Linked DNA regions of Drosophila melanogaster: region 1 is linked to region 2. The links are chromatin contacts, called in public HiChIP or PLAC-seq maps. All regions are on one chromosome and are shown on one strand. Each heading gives the region's core, a stretch centred on a gene start, on an enhancer-like site or on the middle of the called end of the contact. The rest is flanking DNA. Distances are from core to core; before and after follow the strand shown. Region 1 holds the start of Hk (Hyperkinetic). Region 2 holds the start of CG1354.

Region 1 (3,859 bases), core at 133-2,632, 480 kb after region 2:
CAAAACCCGTTTTTCCGAATTTCGGTCATCAAATAATCAGTTTTTTTGCCACAACTTTAAAAATAATTGTCTGATTATGGAATGTCATACCTCGTTGAGCTCGTAATCAAATTTCCAATCGAACTGTATTTACAAATGAAAATTCTATTTTTTGGCAATTTTTTGCAAATTTTGATGATGTTACCCCTTACAAAAAATGCGAAAATTGACCCAAAAATTAATTTTCCAAAATCCTCCAAAAAGTGATAGGGTTCGTTAGCATTGGTAATTAGCTGCTCAAAACAGTTATTCTTACATCTATATGAGCATTTTTAGCCAAGTTATGACGAAAATTCCGTTTGTCAATATCAACTTTTTGGCTAAATCCGTTTTTCCGAATTTCGGTCATCAAATAATCCGTTTTTTAGCCACAACTTCAAAAATAATTGTCTGAATATGAAATGTCATACCTCGTTGAGCTCGTAATTAAATTTCCAATCGAACTGTATTCACAGATGGAAATTCTATTTTTTGGCCATTTTTTGCAAATTTTGATGATGTTACCCCTTACAAAAATTGTGAAAATTGTCCCAAAATTTAATTTCCCAAAATCCGTCAAAAAGTGATGGGGATGTTTAGCTTTGGTAATAAGCTTCTCAAAACTGTTATTCTTTCATCTTTATGATTATTTTTAGCGAAGTTATGTATTAAATGTCCATCAAAAATCGAACTGTGATGAAACCTATCTTTTTTGGGTAATTAATGAAAAACACTTCGTAAATAGCGAAATTGCAGCGTATTTAACAGCATTGGTATATTTCGCTAGGCAATTTATTAAAAAAATAAGCTTTTCGAAGCTCCATCGTTCGTGAAAGCTTTATGGATGCTAATAAAAACGAAAAAGACACGATCAGCGATTAATAGAATACCAAAGTGCAATTATCATTTTTTATATGTGTTGCCATTATTTAAAAAAGTATCTTTACATATGGAATGCACCTTTTTTCATGCGTTCACAGATCATTTGTTTGTCGGAAAATCATACACTTTTTGGAATAGTCAATATAATTTTTATCGATAAGAAACCTTAAATAAGGCCAAAATAAATATTATTAGTGCAAAGGGTATAAATACTTCAGATTGCATTCCTATTTTTATGTTTATGTATGTTTGTTCTCAGGTTTATCTGCACTTCCATATCTTCTTATTTGTGTGCGTTATTTTAGGGGGCACGTTGGCTAGACTCAAAGTTAGATAATGACCGTATCAGCGGAGATAAGCCCCGAAAATTTGTACCGTAAATTGTTAATTCGGGCAAAAGGCCGAAATTGTAAAGTCCGAAAATGGAATACTAAACCGTGTCATTTGGAAACTCAAATATCACCTATCAGCGAATAGGACGAATATCACGAACTATTTGGATGTCAGTATTTTCGCACACGCACTCGCCGACTCACGCGATAAGGTTAAATATAGTACGGTACTGAGTGCACACATCCTTACATAAACAATTGGCCACACAGAGAAAAAACTCACATATAATTGGCAAACAAAACTATGTTTCTTGGGACAAATTCTAATGATCGCTGTATCCGAAATTTACCTGAAATTTGTTGTTTTGCATCAAGAATTACAGTTCTTTTGAAAAATTTCTTATGAATTATGTCCGCAAAATGTATTAGAAGTTTTTTTTTAGTGTATGCTCATCTTAGCATGCATATCAACGAACTCTCTGAGAACTGTGTTCAATTATTTTGCAGCGGCGAACGAATGCAATTATTTCCCCCCACACCCTTTTATTCATCCGCCGTATTTTTCACTCTCTTCGCCTTCATTTCAATCGGTTTGTTGAACTTTGTCTATGGAACAGGCGAAAGAAAAATCATCCGACTATTCCCGAATTTTCCAAATCAAAAACTCAAATCTGAAGCCGCTCTTATCGCACCTTTTTTTTCGTTCCACGCTTCAATCGGTGACCTTGAACAATGTTGATAAACATAAAAACAGAGACCCCAACTGCCGAATAAAGTAGAAACAGAACCAAACAAAGTCTGAGTTTGGAATCAAAAAAAAAAAAAAAAACAAAAACACAGAGCATATGGTACATGTATATTGGTTAGTGCTTGTGTATTTGTGTAGAACTCGTTTTTTAAATGCGTCGTGCGTTTATTTGCTCTTCTCTTATACAAATATATAAAAAAAATTCATAAAATGTATAAACTGTAGTCTTTAGCTCTAAATACAAATTAAATACGTACAAAATGCTTAGCTTAATTATATCGAAAAAAACACTGCTTAAATGGGCAACAAAAAAATGAATGGAACATGTGCTTAGTTTAGGTTAAATAATAACAACACAGAAAAAAATTGGGCTGCGTTTGGACCTGATATTAAATTATCAAATGCCTGCTTATACATAGTTACTTTCTGGCCTGCTTTTAGTAGACCAATGGTGCATTTAAATGACTTTAAAATAATGTCTGACCGGTTATTCACATTCAACTGAATATTATTATATCGTTTTATGTGTAACCTTTAAATTCAGATCCTTTTGAATAGAAAAATATGAGTAGCAGCACAGAAAAAATGGTTTGATAAAGGAAACATGTGTTTGTCTCTTGAATTCAAAACTGTGTTCGGTGATTTTTATGATTATTTCCCGTTTCAATTGGCTCTCCAAGTGCGTCCTCTATTGAAGTGGCTGATTACAGGTGATGGCTGATTGTGTGGATTGATGGGTCACCTCCATGGTTTTGGGGCTACTCCCTGTCGGCGGGGTTTATTGGCTCCTTGCCGGAGTTCTTGCACTGCAAACAATAGCGATAGGATACCGGCTCCGGTGGCTTGTTAACCCCTATGTTGACCTGGGTGGCCGCTGCTGCCGCTCCGCCGACGGAATCGAATGGATTCGGCTTACTGTCCACGGGACTGATGGGGAAGTGCTGCCAGTGGGGGCAGGGCATCTGCTTGGGCGGATGGATGGGGAACGGCATTTTCGCACTTCTTTTTCTTGCACTGGTTGTGGTTTATAGTTGGCCAAAGAAGCTATATTTTGTATATGTAGCCTCGATCCGCTTAAGTCTGTATCTATATCTGTAGTTGTATCTGTATTTGTATCTCTATCTGCAACTGCAACTGGAGCGACTGCCGCTCTGTTCGGAGTCTCGATGCGAACTGTGCGGATTGCTAGAAGCGACGCCGCAACGTCAACGACCAAAACAAAAAACAAAAACAAGCCAAGCACAAAGAGTAGAACCTTCTCAGACGAGTGAGGCGACCAGCAAATACCCTGCAATAGAAAAGTATATCAGTATCGAGTGGATGATGGATAACAATTAAATTCTATTTGTAATTTTGTAAGTTTAGTTGATATATAAATGTTTTCATTACTTTAACCTATTTATTATAGCACGGGTAGTAGCAAGAATTTAAGTCGCATTTTTAACCGCAACTCCGAAAACATCTGGCGCTATCCATTTTATTTTTAGAATAATACATTTAAAATTGTTTGAACTTTTTAGGATGGTAAATATTGGCTTATAAACCTTTACCCGACCACTTGTGTGACTTTTTCAAAAACCTAGGGTATGCCAACAACTTGGAGCTACAACAACCAGTGCCATCCACGGCATTGCCATGCAGCGCGCACGCACACACCCTCAGCTGGTCTGGTCTGGCGGGCTCGTCTAGTCTGCTCGACAAAGAAGAGCGAATGAGAGGGAAAACGACCGGTCTGATATGGTACACTAAAAGAAACGTCAAGCTACTTTCTGATTTATATGCCGAAAAATCACTTTTAATGCGAGGTGGCCACTGGCATGGTAAACTATGTCGGCAAAGTCAAAGCTACAGTTTTAAATCCATAAAATGGTAAAATCTT
Region 2 (3,886 bases), core at 945-3,444:
CCCAATTGAACTCCTCCACCTACCAAATGCCGCTTAAAGATCAGTCGAGTTCGTTTCCTAAGTCTTTTGTTTGCTTCTGAAAATTTTCCAAGCCAGAACAATTTGAATACGGACCACGTTATAATTAAAGGCAATAAAAAAACCAACCGCCAAATGGTTATAAATATGAATGGCTTGCTGTTGTTGGTTGTTGTATTCGTTTTTGCCACTTTTCTAGTTGTTTTTTTTTTTGTGTTGCTTTCTGTTACCACTTTTTTAATTGGAGCAACAAGCTGGAAACGAATGAGCTTGGCTCATTGAAACACGCTGCCGATGTTTTATATGCATTCAGTTCATTTCTGTTTGATGGCGTTCGTTTCCACCTGCCCCCGCGGCCACGCCCCCAATGCCCTGGCCACCTTCTTTCACATTTTTTTTTCTTTTTTTTTTTGTGGCCACGCCCCGCGCGTAATGTGGGTGCGAATGGGAGTGGAAATCGAGATGCGTGGTGGCTCGTTGGGCTAATTCCGCGGGAACCGCAATTAGTCAGTCATATGTATACAAATTTATGAGGCCCCAGCTACGTGCCCCATTCGCGTTCTTTTGCCAGCGACCGTATGCGGGCACCATTTTCTACCCGACTCCAATAATTAAGTGCAATAAAAGGCAATTAAAAGTCAGCTTAATTAACCCAAACAACAAATAATATGCAAAATAAGCCGGCTTAGCGTTAAATAATCATGCTGGAAATTGAATAACTTTTGGGCGTAGCGCAGAGTCCTTGGAATTGTGTCGAAAGTTGTATATATTTAATAATGAAACATTTCTGGGAAATGTGTGAAAATGGAACTTTGCTGCGTATTGTTAAATATTTTTTCTTTATATGTGGTCGAGATTTCATTCTTGATGCACTTGTGTTTATTTGTAATCTAATATAGGAAAGTAAGTAATCTTAAATGCTGATTTTTGTTAAAATCGTTGCTTCATTGATATTTCAATAAACATACAAAACCAATAAGATAGTATTCGACTTTTGTAAAGGATCAGAATGCAGGTTGTTTATAAGAGCATACACAACCACAAATCGATCGAAAAACTTTCAATCGTCAGCAGGCGTGGACCTCCTGCGGTTTTGTGGACAAACATTACAAAGGTATTACATGCTCCAGTGGAAAAAAAAAGAATGAAAACAAAAAACGAAAAACAGTTGTCCAGGGTCAGTTGCAAATGGATTTTTAAACGGTCGGACAACCGCAAAGAGATGCCTTGAGTAAAGAAACTGGTCGAGGAGGCAAGACAGCGTGAAATTATAAGTAAGTTTTCTAGCACGCACATGATATTCGAATACTGAAAGGTAGACCGATCACGCATAACGGATCTTTTAATTAGGGCCATAAACGCGGGCCAGGGAATCAATCAAAGCGCATCGACCAACGATCCAAATCGATTGCCAAACAGTCGCGAAAGATCAACAAACCTGATTCTCAACCACCCTTGGTCTCTCCTCCTGACGACTTTTCGTTTTTCTACCCATCGTGCGGATTGCGTTTCAGTTGGCCATAAAGGCAGGGAATCGATCCGCCGATCGGTTCGCTAATTATGCGAAATTATTGATTATTGCGGGCTTTTCACTAAACCGCCAAATTGCGTGTACGTGCGTCGGCCCGACGACCTTGACAGTTAACTCGATCGCATTTACCTGAAAACCTGGTCAAAACTAAAGGCGTTGGGAAGAAGGAACACGACCTGTATATCTAGACAAAATTAAACCATCAAATTGATCGCATTGCTTTCAAGCCTTGGCAGTTATTGCATAGTTCTCAATAAAATAGGGTACAATATTATAACAGCAATATATTTCGTATATTGTGGCACTTAATTTGATAGAGTTAATTAGGAAGCAATATAATTATATAAAGGTTTTAAATAGGATAACCTTATTAACCAATTCGTTTTGAGCAAACCAGTAAAGCACAAGTAAACTTATGCCCGCACAACAATTATAATGTAAGAAGACGTCAAACCTGTTGAAAAATGCTGAAATTCCAGTGCGATAATAACATAGCCCTCGAGCTAAATTCAAATTACGCGCCCTGCCCGCTGGCGCCCCCTACCGCCTGCGGTGCTAAGCTACGACGCCCATTTCAACCGCCCGGGGGCGCTAGTCGGCATGCAACCCTGCGCGTCAACAGCTGACCGGCCTATACCCATCTCGCTCGCTCTCTTTCCTTCCACGCCGTCAGCCGCAAAAAACAGCGGACGCTTAAATTTTCGTAAATATTTGTAAATAACAGGGGCTTAAGTTCATTTGGCAATAACTAACCTTAACTCCCATCCACAGCTGGAGCTGAGTTCAGTGGACAGCATCCACGCGTTTAGTGAGCTAGGTGAGCTAGCAGCCGGCAATGTGAGGTTATGTCCGGCAGCATATAAAAATAGTTGACATCTAAATGCATATACATATATGTATTTACATACCTGATTAATCGGATATATGTAACTAACGACTTGCCATATCACCGCAGATCAACGAAGATGCCGCCCAAGAAGCACGACGAACCGGAGCGCAAGCCGCTGATCGGCAGAATTGGAACGAATCTGAGAATCGGTATCGTTGGCGTTCCCAACGTGGGCAAGTCCACTTTTTTCAACGTTCTGACCCAAAGTGCCGCCCCCGCGGAGAACTTCCCCTTCTGCACCATCAAGCCGAATGAGAATAAGTATTCCCCAACACACACATATATATATATTTATATATATATATATCTTTACATACATATATCTGGCCAATTACCAGGCGAACCTGCGGGCGGTGGCAATTTCCTCGATCATTGTAATCATCTCGTGGAATATAATTTTTATGCCGGCGATGCAGCAATGGCCTCCAGGAGCAACCGCCGCCGCTTCTAATTCCAAATTGCTCTCTCGACTGGACCTTCTAAAATAGCCACAGTGCAGCCTCGATAGGTAACACAAATCTCTGAGATTCGCAGCTAAGTGGGGGATTCAATGTGTCAGGAACTTAGATCTAAACACTATGCTATGGCTAGTATACCTTCTGGTTATTAACCATTTTATCATAGAAATAGTCTTCAATTGTAGATAATTCCAAATGTTAAAGCACGAAAACTTCAATTTTAGCAAACTTCAAGCTATAAGCATTTGATCTTATAGATTATCCTTACTATGTATCTCATACAGAGTGTTCTCATGTTTCCATTCCTTTTGGACTACAGAAGTAACAGATAGTTTCGCACACTTAACTCTATAAATTAGTTAAGAAACCATATTTGTATTCATTTAAGGCACCTTTAAAAGTTGAGCTAACCATGCTTCACTGTCCTTCGCGTTGTGGGCGTGTCGCGGCCTTAGCAATTTTATCAGATCCAGTTCCCAATATGCAAATTGCCCCCGCCTTCGGTTCGTTTCGGTTTCATTTTCCTGCGCTTTTTATTTGTGAGCGACTTCATTTTGGTTTCGCTGCCCCTTTGCGGATGGCGCAAAATTATAGAAAATTGCCATGATTGGCCGCCGATGCTGCCGGGCTACCAAGCCAGTCAGTCAGTCAATCGTTTTTGTTTTTTCATATTCTTGTATTTTTGGATTTCTGCATTTCTGCGTCCAGCCAAGTCATCCCGACTAACATGCGTCTTACCTCTTCTTTTCATCTGCTCCTGCTGATGCTGCCGCCGATGGCTTTTGCCTTACCCACACGTCGTGTTCCGGTGCCCGATGAGCGTTTCGATTACCTGGTGGAGTACCACAAGCCGGCCAGGTGAGTTGGAGCATACAAATCCATTGCATTTTAGTTTTCCATTGCTTGTAACAAAAAAAAACATATACCTGCATCACGAAACGCATTTAAAACGCGTAACAAGTTTCGGGACTTGCTATTTTCGTTATTTGC

The links. HiChIP or PLAC-seq counts read pairs in DNA pulled down with a chosen protein or histone mark.
Region 1: a contact with region 2 is called in an H3K27ac HiChIP or PLAC-seq map of the Kc167 cell line, with 6 times the contacts expected there. The contact joins the promoter of Hk here to the promoter of CG1354 in region 2. A contact is called at or near these places in 1 of 107 Hi-C or Micro-C datasets (embryonic mesoderm) and 1 of 6 datasets of contacts at active chromatin or transcription factors (the Kc167 cell line).

Annotation. Positions count from the first base shown.
Region 1 is chrX:10,262,103-10,265,961 of dm6, forward strand. Hk (Hyperkinetic) reads right to left here and starts at 1,383. Exons shown (of 12, transcript NM_167222.3): 1 at 1,364-1,383. It overlaps CG12643, which reads right to left and starts at 3,161. Exons shown (of 1, transcript NM_144290.2): 1 at 2,131-3,161. The coding sequence starts at 2,972. The coding sequence ends at 2,739.
Region 2 is chrX:9,776,548-9,780,433 of dm6, forward strand. It overlaps CG1354, which reads left to right and starts at 2,195. Exons shown (of 6, transcript NM_167202.4): 1 at 2,195-2,262; 2 at 2,321-2,366; 3 at 2,505-2,695; 4 at 3,694-3,754. The coding sequence starts at 2,515.